Regions from separate parts of the Canis lupus genome. Here region 1 is linked to region 2. The links are chromatin contacts, called in public Hi-C maps. All regions are on one chromosome and are shown on one strand. Each heading gives the region's core, a stretch centred on a gene start, on an enhancer-like site or on the middle of the called end of the contact. The rest is flanking DNA. Distances are from core to core; before and after follow the strand shown. Region 1 has its middle 120 kb from the start of BCAS1. Region 2 overlaps LOC111092205 (a long non-coding RNA gene).

Evidence for each region. Hi-C and Micro-C count contacts between places; a contact is called where the count stands out from the background.
Region 1: a Hi-C map of blood shows a contact between it and region 2, with 2.9 times the contacts expected there. The contact joins two enhancer-like sites. A contact is called at or near these places in 4 of 9 Hi-C or Micro-C datasets (amygdala and blood).

The regions. Positions count from the first base shown.
Region 1 is chr24:40,345,097-40,348,274 of UU_Cfam_GSD_1.0, forward strand. No RefSeq gene overlaps it. Among named protein-coding and RNA genes, the nearest start is that of BCAS1, 120 kb to the right of the region's middle. Within about 2 kb of position 1,300, at least 10 of the 20 cell types and tissues checked have an H3K27ac peak or open chromatin away from gene starts, as enhancers often do. A contact at or near this core is called in blood, where this site is marked.
Region 2 is chr24:40,300,662-40,303,611 of UU_Cfam_GSD_1.0, forward strand. It overlaps LOC111092205 (a long non-coding RNA gene), which reads left to right. Exons shown (of 5, transcript XR_005377997.1): 5 at 57-924. Among named protein-coding and RNA genes, the nearest start is that of BCAS1, 160 kb to the right of the region's middle. Within about 2 kb of position 1,335, at least 6 of the 20 cell types and tissues checked have an H3K27ac peak or open chromatin away from gene starts, as enhancers often do. A contact at or near this core is called in blood, where this site is marked.

The DNA of each region.
Region 1 (3,178 bases), core at 50-2,549, 44 kb after region 2:
GCCTCCTTTGGCCACTGCCACATCTGCTCTGTTTGGGTCGTGTGTGAGCAGGACATGGGCAGGATGTTTGGGCCCTTCCTGGCAGGGCCACTTCCTGTGCTCTGTCTCCTCCACCCCCTGTCCCCCAATTTAGGCAGAAGTCCATGCTCCATCATCTTTGTCCCTGTCCCATGGTGTATACCCTCCATCCCAGCCCTCACCACCTGGCCTGCTGTGTGAAGCTTAGCACATTAGGTGACACGTATTCTAATACCTACCTGATGGGAACAACCTGCAAGACCATCTGAGAGGCCCTAATGTCCCGGTGGGGTCCCCTCTCTAGCCGCAATGATGTTCACAAGAAAAAAAAAGTATTAAACCATAAAATGAAACTATAGCTTTTGAAATGACACACAACATTATATGCTACGATTAAGTTATTTTCTTTGGAGATGTTTTCTTTCTTTCTTGGGGAGGTAAAGCCCTTCTTTGCTAGTGCCTCACCTCAACCGTGAGACTAGTAGTCACCTGTGGAGAAACCTTATGCTGACTTGTCCACGCAGCAGGGCTAACACACCTGCCACATAGTCAGCTCCGCAGCCCCGGAGGAAGGGATTACTTGGTGACCCTTGTTTTCCAGATGAAGAAGGGAAGATTCTCTTCATCTTCTGTTTTTCTAACTGTATCCATCCATCCATCCATCCACTCATCCATCCACCCATCTACCCATCCATCCATCCATCCATCCATCCATCCATCCATCCATCCACTCATCGATCTACCCATCTACCCATCCATCCACCCAGCCATCCATCTGTCTAACCGTCTGCTCATCCATCCATGTATTTATCTATCATCTGTTCATCTATCATCTATTTATGTATCTTTACCTCTTACCCCTGGCTTTGAACTTATTCAAGTCTGCTATGTTTTCTGTAGAGTGACCTTATTTGTCATCCATCAGGACACTCTGAGGAGTGTGTGGGGTGGGATGGGTATGGCTGGTACTTAGGCACACGCTGCTGCCTAGGCACCCTGGGATGTGTGTGGGGTGGGGTGGAGGTTGCCAAGTGTTTCTCCCCAGTCCTTGGCTCATCACAAGGGCTCCATAAAGGCACATTGAGTGTATTTCATCAACAGATTCACAAGAGGTGGTAAGGAAAAGGGCGTGTTCCATTCAGAGAGACACCGAGTTACAAAACAACGACTTACAAAAATCACAGAGAGGAAGTCACAGGTGAGGTGAGGCCAACCCTCTTCCACAGGATTCCCTGGCTCAGGAAATACAAAGCTCCCTCCAGCAAGCACTGATAAGGAGAGGCTGAGCTCCAGGCCTCCTCGAGGGAGCTTGTGGCAAAGAGAGGATAAAATAGTACAGCTGGTGTTCACTGAACCTGTGCCGTGTGCCTTCGCTAAGCCTTCTACACGACACGCCTTGTCTTATTTATCCATTAAAGAAAGTGTGGTTATTACACAGAAAAGGACAATGAAGGTGCCCGAGACAAATCCCCCCCACTGCGTCACCGCCACCAGAGCCCAGACGGCAGCACATGCTGGTCTCTTTCCCAAAACATAGAGTGGAGTGATACTAGGTGTTTGCCATTAGACACCCCATTCATAAGGTTTCTTGAACATCTTAAGAAGAGCCATGAACACCCATTTAGAAATGGGCTTTTGGATCTCGTAAACAGTGTTCAGTGCACCCCAACAGGCAAAGGAAATAACCCAAGCTGCTAACAGTGCCTCAGCACCTCGCCCCTTGGATACATAAAAACAAATAAAAAACTATGCTCAGTAATGAATTAGCGGCGTTGAGGAGCCAAGAGCGGGGAATCCAATCAGCTGGGACTTCAGCCCCCTTCCGTAGGGGCAGGGACTGTGGCAGGAGGAGGAGGGGAGGGGGAGGAGGAGGAGGGGAGAGGGAGGAGGAAGAGGAGGAGGAAGAGGGGGAGGAGGGGAAATAGGAGGGGAGGGGAGGGGGAGGAGGAGGGGAGGAGGAGGAAGAGGAGGAGGGGGAGGAGGAGGGGAAATAAGAGGGGAGGGGGAGGAGGATGGGGAGGAAGGGGCGAGAGACAGAGAGAGAAGGGGGTTAGGCATGGGGTGTTGCCTGGTGGGAGGCGCGGGCAGCTGAGCCCGGGGTGCGAGGTCACCTCTGGTCCCCGCAGACACCCCTTGGCGGCCACCACCCTGCGGCTGCGGGGCAGGTGTCTGAGCTGCAAGCCGGTGTCCAGAGCCGCGCACGGAGCAAGGCCACGATCGCGGCGCTTCCCGGGGCGGCCCCTCCGGCAGGGCAGGCCCGACCCTCCGGGCGGCACGGATCGGATCGGATCCCACACGGTGTAGACACCCCCCCCCCCTCCACTTCTGGAGACTTCTGCAAAATGGTGCCTGCCCGTGTGGACGCGGGCCGCCGCCGACTGTCCCGGGGCGCGGGGTCCACCTCCCAGCTTTGACGACGTAGCCCTAAGGTGACCTGTATCAGCTGCACCTCCGATTGCTGCACACACACACACACACACACACACACACACGTATCACTGGAAGCAAAAAAGAGGTGCCCGGGAGCGTGCAAAGCTCCCCGCCCGGAGCGTTGGGCTCGGGCGCCCTCTGCCGGGCGAGGCGGGGGGGGGCGGGGCGCGGGGGGGCGGGGCTCCCGGGAAGCCCCAGGGGCCCCTCCTGCCGGGACGGGCATCCTCCAGGGCACCTGCCCCCACCCCCTGACCCCTCCGGGCCCCTTCAGGCCGCGCCCGCCGGAACCGCCCTGGACCTGCCTGCAAGCGAGCCGCTCACTAGCCCAGAACTGCCCAGTGCTTCTTCTCCTGCGGGTTTTACCCCCTGTTCCCACTACTGGTGGGTTTGCCAGGTGCCAGGGAATCTTGCTGAAAAAGCAGGGGGATTGCTGACTGGGCCAAGGTTTGCATCAAGACCCAGCGGTCTGGGTCCCCGGGAAGTCCTGGCGAGCTCCGTGGCCAGGTGCGCTGTCCTTGTTCAGGGGTCTTTGCCCAACCGGGACACTTTGGGCGTGAAAGGAGGTGCTGCCAATGCTCCTGCGGGGTCAATAGGTGTGATCCAGGAGTGTTGAAGGCAAGTCAGATGATCAGCCCAGCATGGTCCAAAAGGAACTTTGCACAATGACAAAAATGCTCTAGATCTGTGCTGTCCGCCATACGGTAGCCACTAGCCACATGGGGCTATTGAG
Region 2 (2,950 bases), core at 85-2,584:
TTTGCAGAGGTTATTTGCTCTCTGGATGACTACATATTTCTCCTTTCAACACAAAGCATGTACAGAATGGTTGAGAAATACCCGGATCAAAACAATGAAGCTGTCTCCCTTGCGTACAGGAAGCGCGCAACAATAACTAAAATGGTTGCCATTAATGTTTTTTGAGGACTGGCTGCACAGCCTGCCTCCGGTCCCGCGGCTCTGCCCCCCTGAGTCCTCAGAACAACTGTGAGGTGGGTGTCAGTGGATATCCATTTCACAGAGAAGAAACTGAGGCTCCCGGAGATCGTGAGACTTGCCTAACAGCACAGCCAGATGGGGCTGGAGCAGGAACTGACCCATGTTTATTTTCACTCCAATATCCTCTGCCAGAGCATTTCCCAAACTTTATTCCTTCATGTATAAACTGTCACAACTGCTGCCAAACCCAGGCTCACTTATTCTACTCTCACATACAGACACATGGTATTACCCTCCGTCCCGACAGTCGACGGCCCAGGCTCCGGACCGGGGCAGGGCTCAATCCTGAGCTGCTCACACACCAGATCACCCTGCACAAGCTGCTGACCCCCTCTGAACTGTAAAGTGGGGTGCATGGGCTCAACTTGCTGGGTGACAGAGACACCCGGTGAGATCATGGGACTAAATCACGGGGCACATTGTAAGTGCCCCATGAATATTTTACTGAAGGGACCCTCAAGGAACGGGATCTGTCTTTACCAACTCTTCTCAACGCTGGATCCATGGTTAGCACATTTCCAACAACATCATCAATATTAAGGAAGTCCTTAGTACTTTCCATGACCTCCCCTAAATTTGCAATTAAGTATTTGTTAAACCTGGAATGCAGATTTAATGTCCTATGGTTTGAGATGACATCAGAAAGCCTTGTTACTCCGGATAAAATCAGGGAAATGAGATAAATACATCTGCTGTAGTGGTTTTATTTTATTTTATTTTTTCCTTCTCGCTTGTGGAAACCACAATGACAATATAGCATCATGATTAGATAGAGATTCGGGGCTTCATAAGATCTGGTTTTGATTTCTGATTGCTCCGTTCATCGCCTTTGTGACCTTGGTTCTCCACTTCAATTCCATCAAGTCACTCGGGAATGCTCCTAGCTGTAAGTAGCAACAACAATAACCCAACAGAGACTTCAACGAACAGGTTATTATTTTTTTCTCTCGCTTAAAAGGAAATCCAGAGGCAGGCAGTTACTATAATGTTTCGGTGGCTTAAGAATGTCAGAGCTTTGCAGCTCTCTCTCAGCCCTTCTTCCTCTTTTTTCTTTTTTAAGATTTTATTTATTTGAGACAGAGAGAGGGCGCCAGAGAGAAAGCACGAAGTAGGAGGAGGGGCAGAGGGAGAGGAAGGAGCAGACTTCCCCCTGAGCAGGGAGCCTGAGGCAGGCCTGGATCACAGGATCCGAAGGGCACGACCTGAGCCAAAAGCAGGTGCTGCACTGACTGAGCCACCCAGGAGCCCTTCTCTCAACTCTTCTTGATGCTTGTAGGATGTGTCGCCCACAGCACCCTCCTGACACAGGACCTAGGGACATCTTTTCTTTCCTAAGACACCAAACCCTGCCCACCAATCTCCTGCCTGTGCTGCACTGGCTTGAATTGTGTCATATTGCCAAGTGGCAAGGGAGCCTGGGGAAGGCTGTAGCATGGATGTGGGCGAGAGGGAGGGGCCAGCGTGAGGAATGAATGAGGTGATGCACACATCTGGGACAGGGAAACTTGATTTCAGGGTCCTGCAGGGAGTGTCAGACACATGGCAAAAACTTGCTTTTTCTACCAGACTGGAAGCTCCACAAGGGGAGGGTTGTTACATCTTTCTTATTATCCTAGCTTGCTGCCTAGAACATGGATGAACGTAGGAGGCTGCTCAGTAAATATTTGATAAGTGAATGAACAGTTAATGATAATTGGATGCATTTCCCTAGCTTACCATCATTCATCATTCTCTCAAAAAACATTTATTCAATGCCTATTAAATAAACATCAGAACGTCAGAGTCCTAAAGCCAAGACTTTTGTCGGTGTGTTAGTGATTGCTCGCTGTGTAACAAATTGCCCCAAAATGTAACGACTTAACACATATTTCTTACCTCATCTGGTTACTGAGGTTGGGAAATCGTGGATAGCGGGTTTGAATGGATGGTTCTGGCTCAGGGCCTTACGAGCAGCCAAGATGTTGGCTGAATCTCCAGGCTTGAGTACATGCAGTTGGAGACTCTTCTTCTAAGACGGCGTCCTTGCATGGTTATGAGCCGGAGGCCTTCATTCCTCACTGTGTGGGCCTTCCCCTAATTCTGCGGGAGCGTTCTCACAACAAGGCAGCTGGCTTCCAGACACAAGGAACAAGAGGCGAACAGCATTGTATTTTATGACTAGTCTTAAATGCCACCCAATGTCACTTGCAGAATATTCTACTCCCCAGAAACAAGTCCCAGGTCCAGCCTACACTCAAAGGGAAAGCAAACAGCCTCTGCCTTTTGAAGGAGGGGAGTATCAATGGATTCATGGAATTCATGGGCATATTTTAAAACCACCACTGTCTGTTCTTTTTTTTTTTTTTTTTTTTAACCACTGTCTGTTCTGTTCAATGCTCTATTTCTAGCATCAAGATGTGCTTGGCTCATGCAGTAGGTGCTTAATTAGAGTTGGTTCCAGTCTGTAGGCCTTGAAGATCTTACAGTTTGGGGGCTTTCCTTAATAAAAAGAGCACAGGTTAGTCATAAAAGTTAATATTTAATTTGAATAAAAGGAGACAATACTGCAAACTACAAAATTTGTTAACCTGAAAAATAACATTTTTTATTACAGTCAGTTTAGAAAGTTTCTTTTGGCTTCTCGGCTCATTGCTACTTAGGTGATGTAAATTTTTGGAGTTCTTAGGTCAAATTTGGGAAAACATCTCTCAGTTTTCTTCTCACATATGAC